3 separate regions of the Mus musculus genome follow, and regions 1 and 2 are each linked to region 3. The links are chromatin contacts, called in public promoter capture Hi-C maps. All regions are on one chromosome and are shown on one strand. The core of a region is the stretch at or near the end of the contact, and the rest is flanking DNA. Distances in the headings are between cores, read along the strand shown. Region 1 holds the start of Msra (methionine sulfoxide reductase A). Region 2 holds the start of Hmbox1 (homeobox containing 1). Region 3 holds the start of Bnip3l (BCL2/adenovirus E1B interacting protein 3-like).

Region 1 (2,700 bases), core at 42-2,541, 2.6 Mb before region 3:
TGTCAGCTCCTGCCCTAAACCCCTCTCCTCAACCCTCTCTGCCTGAAGATAAATGGAGCCTGAAAAAAAAAAAAAAAAAAAACAGTTTACCTGGCCACCTTCTTCTGGTTTTGCTAACTTACCAAATAAGTCATTCTCTTTGTCCCCACTCTTTCTAAAATATTCAGGTCCCTTTCCAAGTGGAAAGCACATGAACTTGGATTCTGTACTGGGAACAGTGAGAACCTTTCAGGAACGAATACTCCCAAGAGTGGGGGGTTAGAAACATTACAATAGGGCTGACAAGGTAAAAGGTCAACAAGAACTACAATCCGATTTCAACTCCTAGGTCCTAAGTGGTGCAAGGAGAAAACTGAGTCACACAGGTAATCAGCTGATCTTCTCACGTGCGCCTGGGGCTTAAGGGAGCACACACAGACACCTCTTAGAGGCTTCATCCATAGCACGTGGAGTTTCTGCAAACGGGGGAGACAACCCAGCATGCCCTTGAAATAACTACAAACTGGGGAGGGTTCTTGCAACCAGCTCTGGCCGAAAATTACACTTCAAAACCTAAGTTCCCAGCGTTGTTAGGTCTGCCTCCAGCGCTTCCATGAACTGGCACCGCTAGACGCTCCTAGAGGCCTAGGTGAAAAGGAAGACTAAGGCTGGGCTCCCACCAGACTCCACTAGCCCCAAATACGGAGCTGCAGACCAGCAAACGGGCTGGGTCGATCCCAACGCTAAAGTCTTTCAGAGCGAGACTCAAACAAAGAGAAGCACGCAGGCAGGAGACTGCCCAGCTGAGCTCCCGCCCTTCCCGGGCTGGGGGGCGGGAGAACTGGGGGGAGGGGGGGATTCGCTGCTTCTTTGCGCACGCGTAGACTCCGACCTGGGACCCACCCGCGGTCCCGCACGTCTTCTTCCGGGAGGGCGCTGTGCGCAGGCTCCACGCGCATGCTCAGCAGCCGTGCCACCTTACCTGTTACAGGGATCGGCTCGGTGCGTCCCGGCAAGGCTTCCTCTGCGGAGATGACTTTCGAAGCTGAGTCGCCCATCCTCCGTACCGGGTTGGCGCTAGAGAGGAGCTGGAGAGCCCTTCTAGAGGCGGAGAGCATGGGCGGCGTGTCCGTCTCGCGGGGCAGACCTCCAGGCCTGGCTGTCTCTGAGGGACAAAGTTCCCAGAGTACGTGAAGCCGCGCGGGCCAAAATTGATGCTGGCTGGGCGCCACCGCGGGAGGTCAGAGTTGCTGCCGTTTCTCCACCTCCGCAGCCAGGGTTCCGGGTGCGATGTACTCACTCAACCACAAAGTAGAAAAGGGAAATCAATGTGTGTGCATAAAAAGGCAGCGAGCTAGAAGAAAGGCAGACCTATAAGAGGATGGCTAGATGGACAGCTAGGAAATTTGTCTATTTCTATCGGAACCATCTTGATAAGTCACATCGATCCAAAGTGAAACCAAAGCACAATTCTCAACACCACAAAGGATCAAGTACTCAACATGAAATATAAACATATAGTGTGTGTACGTGTATAAATGTATAAATACATTCTTCAGCGCATCTCACAGCCCATAAAGTAAACAATGTAGGCACAAATACATTGTTAAACGCTTTATGTGAATGAAGTTAATGGTGAAGTTGGACCAGACGGACTTCAGAAATTATGAGAGAATATTCCTAAACTGAATCTCTAGCCTTAATCTTTAGGTGGCTAGGACCAGATGAGTGATTTCAGAGGTCCTGTATGAGATTTTTGATTTACACACTGCCAAAATGGGCGGGTAGTCTCACATGAAGGAAGGAACTGAGGATTAGCGCCCACAGGGATTTGAAGCTTTGAAGCTAAGCTTCTCCGTGGGTTTAGTTACCACTTTGTGTTCATGTGGGACTGTAATATAAGGACTAGGATTAGTGTACTGCATAGAATGTTGCCAGACACACAACGTTAAACAGATTAAGGTGTTTGTCTTATAATGTAAAAGTCTCCTGGGCCAACTTGTTCTCAACAGTTTACTTGTGGCTTGCTTTTGCTGTGACATTATGCCAAGCAGGTTCTTTCTACGAGGCCTTGCCTGAAACCATCCCAAGATCCAAGATGTCCCGTCCAGGCTTGAAGAGGGCCTGGTCACTAAAAAAAAATGTGTTAAAAAAAATTGTACTTGTAATTTACTGCCCTTTGACACACAGTGACTTGCTTTTTCTGTTTTGTGGTTGACAGAACAAGGGTCATGCAAGAAAAACTTCGTAACTAAATACTGTGTAACGGAAGAATTTGTAATGTTAAGGGAAACTGCTTGTGTAATGTTAGGTATCCCAGAACCACAGTCCATAATATTTAGTATGTAAGATATATATATATATATATATATACACACACACACACACACACATTTCTACTTACCTACCAAGGGGAAATGAGTTTAAAAAAATAAAGTAAAAGCATTGTTTAGAGTTTTATTATTCAGAGTAGTGGGTCTCTTACTAAAGTTTCTTTCCTGCCTTGTGGTCCTAGAAATCCAACTCAAAACACCAAGCTTGGTGGCAGGCACTTTTACCTGCTGAGCCATCTCTCTGGCCCCACTTTAAACATTTTGAGGGTTCTGTGTACACTGTTTAAATGTTTTCAATGATCCTAATGGTTGTACTATACTCATGCAAGCATTTTGAAAGAAAGAAGCATCTCAATTTCTTTAAAGTTTCCTTCATACAAGTTTAACC
Region 2 (2,700 bases), core at 118-2,617, 2.1 Mb before region 3:
AAGAAAAAACAAAACAAACAACAAAAAACAAAAAACAAAAAACAAAAAAAGACCACAGCGCCTTTCAGCGCACAGTCAACCCTCTTCTCCGCAAAAAATTTCCAACAGTTTTTTCAACTACGAAAATAAGTCGCCTTATCTACCTCAGGATACAGAGCAGACGTTCTGTCTCATTAGAAGACAGCGATGCGGATGGCATTTAGCACTCGAGATTCCCAGCCCCACGTTCCCGAATTTTAAATAACTGGCAAGCTACTGAGCATGAAGATGACAAGATACCTCTACTTACTGTTTCGGGGTGAAGGTGGGTGGAGGACTCCTTTCAAAGTAGCCCCAATAGTGTAACCCAAACACGGTTCCGGAATAAAATACTAAGAGACACTTTTCCTTTCCCACCTTTAGCTGCCGACTTGAGGCAAAGATGCATCTCCACATCACATCATCTATATAGTCCTGCCGGGAGTTTGGGGTGGAGACTGGCCCAGAGTAGGGCACCGAGTGTGAGCTGGGCGCCCAGACACTAACGAGTTACTGAGCCCCCCCAAACCCTGCACAAGATCCTTGGACCAAAAGTCCAGCCCGGGACTCCTGCGTGCTTCCCAAGCCCAGGCCGCTTATCTCTGACTCCAGCCATCTAACTTACCATCTACAGACATTCCTTCAAGACGATCGCAGCACCCAAGTACACGTCACAGTTTAAAACACAGCGAGACACTCCCCAAACAAACCAGCACACCTCGAAACCACCTTACAGTTTCTCAAACTCCCAAGCAGGAAGACCCCCCAACTCCAGGATTCAAACCTTCCGCCGGTCCTGAAGACCAGAGAGAAGTTGGGAAGCCATCGACGCCTCTCCACGCCCGCCCCTCACAAACTGCCCCACCCCACAGCCCGCGCACGGCCGCCCCCTCGGAAGTACCCCTACTTGCTCCCCTATGCTCAACCTGGCTACTCCAGAGACCCATCTGTGGCGCCTACTCACTTTCTCTCCCCCCCAAACATCTCGACATTTTTTTTTCCTTAAAGTAATGAGAGAAGTGAGGAAAAGAGACTTGAGGCAGTCCAGCTTGCAAACGACCCCACTCACCTTGGAAATCCAGCTGAGAGTTCTCTGCACCCTGCTCAGCCCCCTCCCCAGCGTCCCAGTGCAAGGCTGAGGGAGGGAGGAGGAAGGCGGGAGGGGGAGGGGATCTTCACCGCGGGGCGCCCTGCGGGAGGGGCTGAGGAGGGCTCCAGGCCCGCGCAGGAAGAGCCTAGGGGGGAGGGGAGGCCCCTATCTCCCAGTCTCCCCCTGAAAACCTCCCTTGTCTCAATCACATCAGACTGACTGTCTTTGTCTGGCTGACAACCGCCATATTGATAGCAACAGCCCCGCTCCCACCTGCTGCCGCTGGGCATCCCTGGGAGTTGTAGTTTCCGGTTCCCTAGAGGAAAAGTGCAGAGTTGAGGGTCTGAGGCCCTAGGGAACTACAGCTTCCAGCAGGCACTGCGCCCATACGCCTTCCCACAGGGAGGAGGGGAGCTGGGAGCTGAAATCGTGCGGACTACACATCCCAGAATACCATGGATGCTAGACCCAGATGAGGGACATGATATCATGCTGGGATGGAAAGGAAGGATGAATTGGCGGCGGCGATGAATTTGAGCGGACGGAAGGAGGTGATTAGAGAGAAAAGGGAGGAAAAGGAAAGACGCCCACAGTGCCCATGATACCTGCAGTAAAACTACATTTCCCGTGAGGCTCTGGAAAATGCTTAAGGAGTGAAGACTCCAAGTCCCGCGATGCTCTGGGCTATAGAGATTAAACCGGAAGATCCTTCCCTGTCTTTAGAAGTGAAGAGACTGGTACTGAACAACCAAAAGTCCGATATGAAACTGGTGAGTTTCCACTACTAAGTCAGAGGGCAAAGGTAATGAATGCTATATATCTTTGGAGTCTGTCGCCTCCACCATGATTTATCACGGAGGGAGGTCAGCACTTAAAAATTATAAAGTGAGCTGGGTTTTGCGATTGGGATTTGAATTCCCGCTTGCTCACATCCCACAGCTCCTGCATCTGTCAGGAGGTCTTCATTACTGTTTGGCAGATCCCTTTGGCCGCACGTGAGGTTGTATGTTACATTTCTTCACCCTTGGGCTAAAGATAGGCTCCAAAACTTTGGTTTGGTCATGTTTCTCAGCCTGCACCTGAGAGCTATAATAGATCATCAACCACTTTCCACTTAATGAGCACTTGAGTGGACTCCTACTGATATTGCGAGGCTGGATTCCGATCTGAACAGAAAGTAGGAGCGATCAGACAGAAGGTCTAAATGTCCTGTTACTCCTAACTGCAGTTCGAATTACAAGAAAGAGATGCTAAAGGGTGGTGCCCTTGAAGGATTCCCGTCTAAAGCCTGCTTGAAATAAACAGCTCTAGATAAAACATGCCTCCTGAAGAAGTAACTGTGTGGCAAAACACTAAGCTGACAGGTGGCCTTTTCAGATATTTGCTTTGCCCCATTTTTCTGAGCACACCGTTCTAACAAGTTGTTTTATTCAAGCTTAATGGAATAAGTAATAGAGTAATAAGGAAATTGAACGCAGGTGTGAAATGCTTGTCGTCGCCCTCCTATTCCCTACATTCTCACTGCCAACTTACTGTAGAATCTTCCTAATTGCTACGTGGAGAGAAATATCCTCAATAGAGTGAAGTGTGTT
Region 3 (2,700 bases), core at 135-2,634:
ACAGGCAAGTGGCACCACACCTGGCTAAAATACCCAAACGCTCCTGCCACTATCCTCTAGACTCAGTAACAGCTCTTCCCTAAACCGTTCTGGCCACCCTGGAAGCCATCCCTCTTATGAAAGACACTGCCTGACCTTTAAGCATACAAATGGCTTTTAAAGAACTTCATCTGGCCCTGTGACAACTACCACCACCCACTACCTCTTTCATTAAGACATGAAATCCAAACAGAAAGGTTGGGCAAGAAGGTCCGGCGATCTCACAACAACAGCGGACACTCTGGGGACAAGATGTCTGTTTGACTGCAACTGGATCCTGACCATCAACTTTCAATTGCTAGTACCTGTGGCCTGCGTCTGTTGTGTTGTTTACTGTATTTCCTGAAGTTCACTGCAGATTTGGCTGAAATGGACGTGATCCTAGGGCATGTGCTGGGCACCCAATCCATTTAACATAAGAAACAGCACTTGAAAAGTTACTAGTATGGTGGCTGCCGCCTGTCACCCAAGAACTTGGGAAAGTGGAAAGTAGGAGGGATCAGGTCACTCAGCAACACAACGAGTGAGGCCAGCCTGGGCTACATGAGAAGCTCTCTCAAAAAAAAAAAAAAAGAAAGAAAAAGAAAAGAAAAAGCAGTAAAATATGAATTCAAGGTTAACAGCAACAAAAAACTCACTTGAGAAACTTGGGAATTTTCAGACTAAAAAAAAAAAAAAAGATAAATGTCAGGGGCGGAGCAAGCACCCTGCACGAAACTCCGATGACCCCCTGGACCGGCGTGTGGTAGGAGGCGAGCTCCGCAAGCACACCTGCGCGGCCGCACGTCCACCCGCCACGCCCGACCGGTCGCGTCCATCCCCCGGTGTCCCCGCCGCACGTCCCATGCTCCCCCTCCGCTGGCCAGCCTCCGCTTGCCACCCCGAGTTGCGTGCGCCTCCGGCTCCCGACGCCCACCGCGACCCTAAACCTCGGCGCCCAAGGCGCAGGCCGCGAGCCAGCGCCGAGCGCCTGCTCCTAACCGGAGCGCGCCGCTGTCAGTCATACGCACAATCTCGGTCCCAACCAATGAGCTGTCGTCTGCTCCCGCCCACTCCCCCACCACCACCACCAACCCCCCCCCCCCGCCCGCACGGCGGCGGCCGAGCGGCTCCTCCTCCCCCATCCCTCCGCTGAGCCCGGCGGCCCCGTGCTCACTGTTGAGGCCAGCGGGCGGCGGCAGGGGCTGCTCCCCTTCCTCGCAGTTGTTGTTGTTGTTGTGCAAGGGCGGCGGCGGCTCGACTAAGTGAGACATGGTCTGGAGACTGGAAGCGGCACGGCCGCAGGACGACAGTATCCGGCTCTCGAGCAGCAACACAACAAGTCGAGTTCCCCCGCCCCCTTTTCTGCGTCTGCGCAGTCCCTCCCTTCGTGACGTCAGGGCCCTCCCGGACCATGTGATGACAACACAGGCAGCTGGACGGCGGGGTCGGAGCCCAGGATAGGGGGCGTGACCAGGCCGGGCTGGGCGGGGCATTCGCGAGCTGCTCGGGACGTGCGGGTGCGGAAGTCGAGCTGATACGGGCGCCAGGAAAGAATTCCTGCGAGTCAGTCGCAATAGCCGGAAGGGCTGAGCTAGGAAGTTGGCATTGGATTGAGATTAGGGAGGAGTGTGCAGCCCGGAAGCGCGCGGGGCCTGAATGGAACCCCTCCCACGCCTGCAGTATCCACTTAAGAACTCACCCGTGGCTTTAAAGAAGCAGAAAACCCCAGTTCCTCCCCTTAGTGAAACATCCATTTGTGCCTCCCACAGAATACCGTGGGAGGTACCTTGGAGCTAATCACCTTGTTGGAATTTATAACATTTTAATTGCAAAGGTAACATGTAATCACGGTTTAAAAAAAAAATCAATGGCTGGGCGTGGCGCACACTTGTTATTTCAGCTCTTTCTAAGACTGAGGCAGGAGGATTTCGAGTTCCCTGCAGCCTACGCTATCGAGCGACCCATTGCCTTCAAAAACAAATTAAAAGGGAAAAGAAAATACAGATTTACCCAAACCCTGGTTGTTATCTATCTCTGTAAATGCCCTACCTCCTGTACGCTGGTTGCTGACTCTGTTAATGTTCCTAAATACTCCTACGTCGTATCTTTGTCAAGTTTCCTTGACCCGATTTTTGTATAATGTTTTTCTCAATATTGTACTTGCCTTTTAACTTTGCTTTAATTGCAGTTGTTGAATTTTCATGTAATTGTCTTTTTTAAAAATATGGTCTGAGATACCCAAACACGGAAATACTAAATCTAGGACCAGCCAGTGAGATGGTTCTGCCGGTAAAGGCGCTTGCTGAGTAAACCTGCAGACTGAGTTCATTGCCCGGAGCTCCCGGTAGATGGGAAGAAAGCTAACAAAGTTGCCTTCTGACCTCCACCAATGCACCGTGGCATATGCCCTCCCCCTCTAAATCATAAATACAGGCACACACAATAAGTCTTTGTCACTTTGAATTGACATCCAAAAACATGATCTGGAGGGATAGCTTGGGGGGTTAAGCACACTGGCTGCTCTTGCAAAGGACTCAGGTTTGGTTCAAAACACCCACATGACAGCTCGTTCACAGGGCACTCAATGCTGTCTTCCGGCATCTGAGGGCATGAGAAACCCGCATGGTACACAGACATACGTGCAGGCAAACATCCACATGCATTTATAAAACCCCAATT

What was found. Promoter capture Hi-C pulls out the DNA fragments that hold promoters and counts their contacts.
Region 1: a contact with region 3 is called in a promoter capture Hi-C map of pre-B cells, with 5 times the contacts expected there. The contact joins the promoter of Msra here to the promoter of Bnip3l in region 3. A contact is called at or near these places in 2 of 39 promoter capture datasets (liver and pre-B cells).
Region 2: a promoter capture Hi-C map of pre-B cells shows a contact between it and region 3. The contact joins the promoter of Hmbox1 here to the promoter of Bnip3l in region 3. A contact is called at or near these places in 2 of 39 promoter capture datasets (liver and pre-B cells).

What each region holds. Positions count from the first base shown.
Region 1 is chr14:64,439,749-64,442,448 of GRCm38.p6, forward strand. Msra (methionine sulfoxide reductase A) reads right to left here and starts at 1,292. Exons shown (of 6, transcript NM_001253712.1): 1 at 962-1,292. The coding sequence starts at 1,097.
Region 2 is chr14:64,948,490-64,951,189 of GRCm38.p6, forward strand. Hmbox1 (homeobox containing 1) reads right to left here and starts at 1,368. Exons shown (of 10, transcript NM_177338.6): 1 at 1,088-1,368. Ints9 (integrator complex subunit 9) reads left to right here and starts at 1,804. Exons shown (of 17, transcript NM_153414.5): 1 at 1,804-1,878. The coding sequence starts at 1,870.
Region 3 is chr14:67,007,493-67,010,192 of GRCm38.p6, forward strand. Bnip3l (BCL2/adenovirus E1B interacting protein 3-like) reads right to left here and starts at 1,385. Exons shown (of 6, transcript NM_009761.3): 1 at 1,196-1,385. The coding sequence starts at 1,292.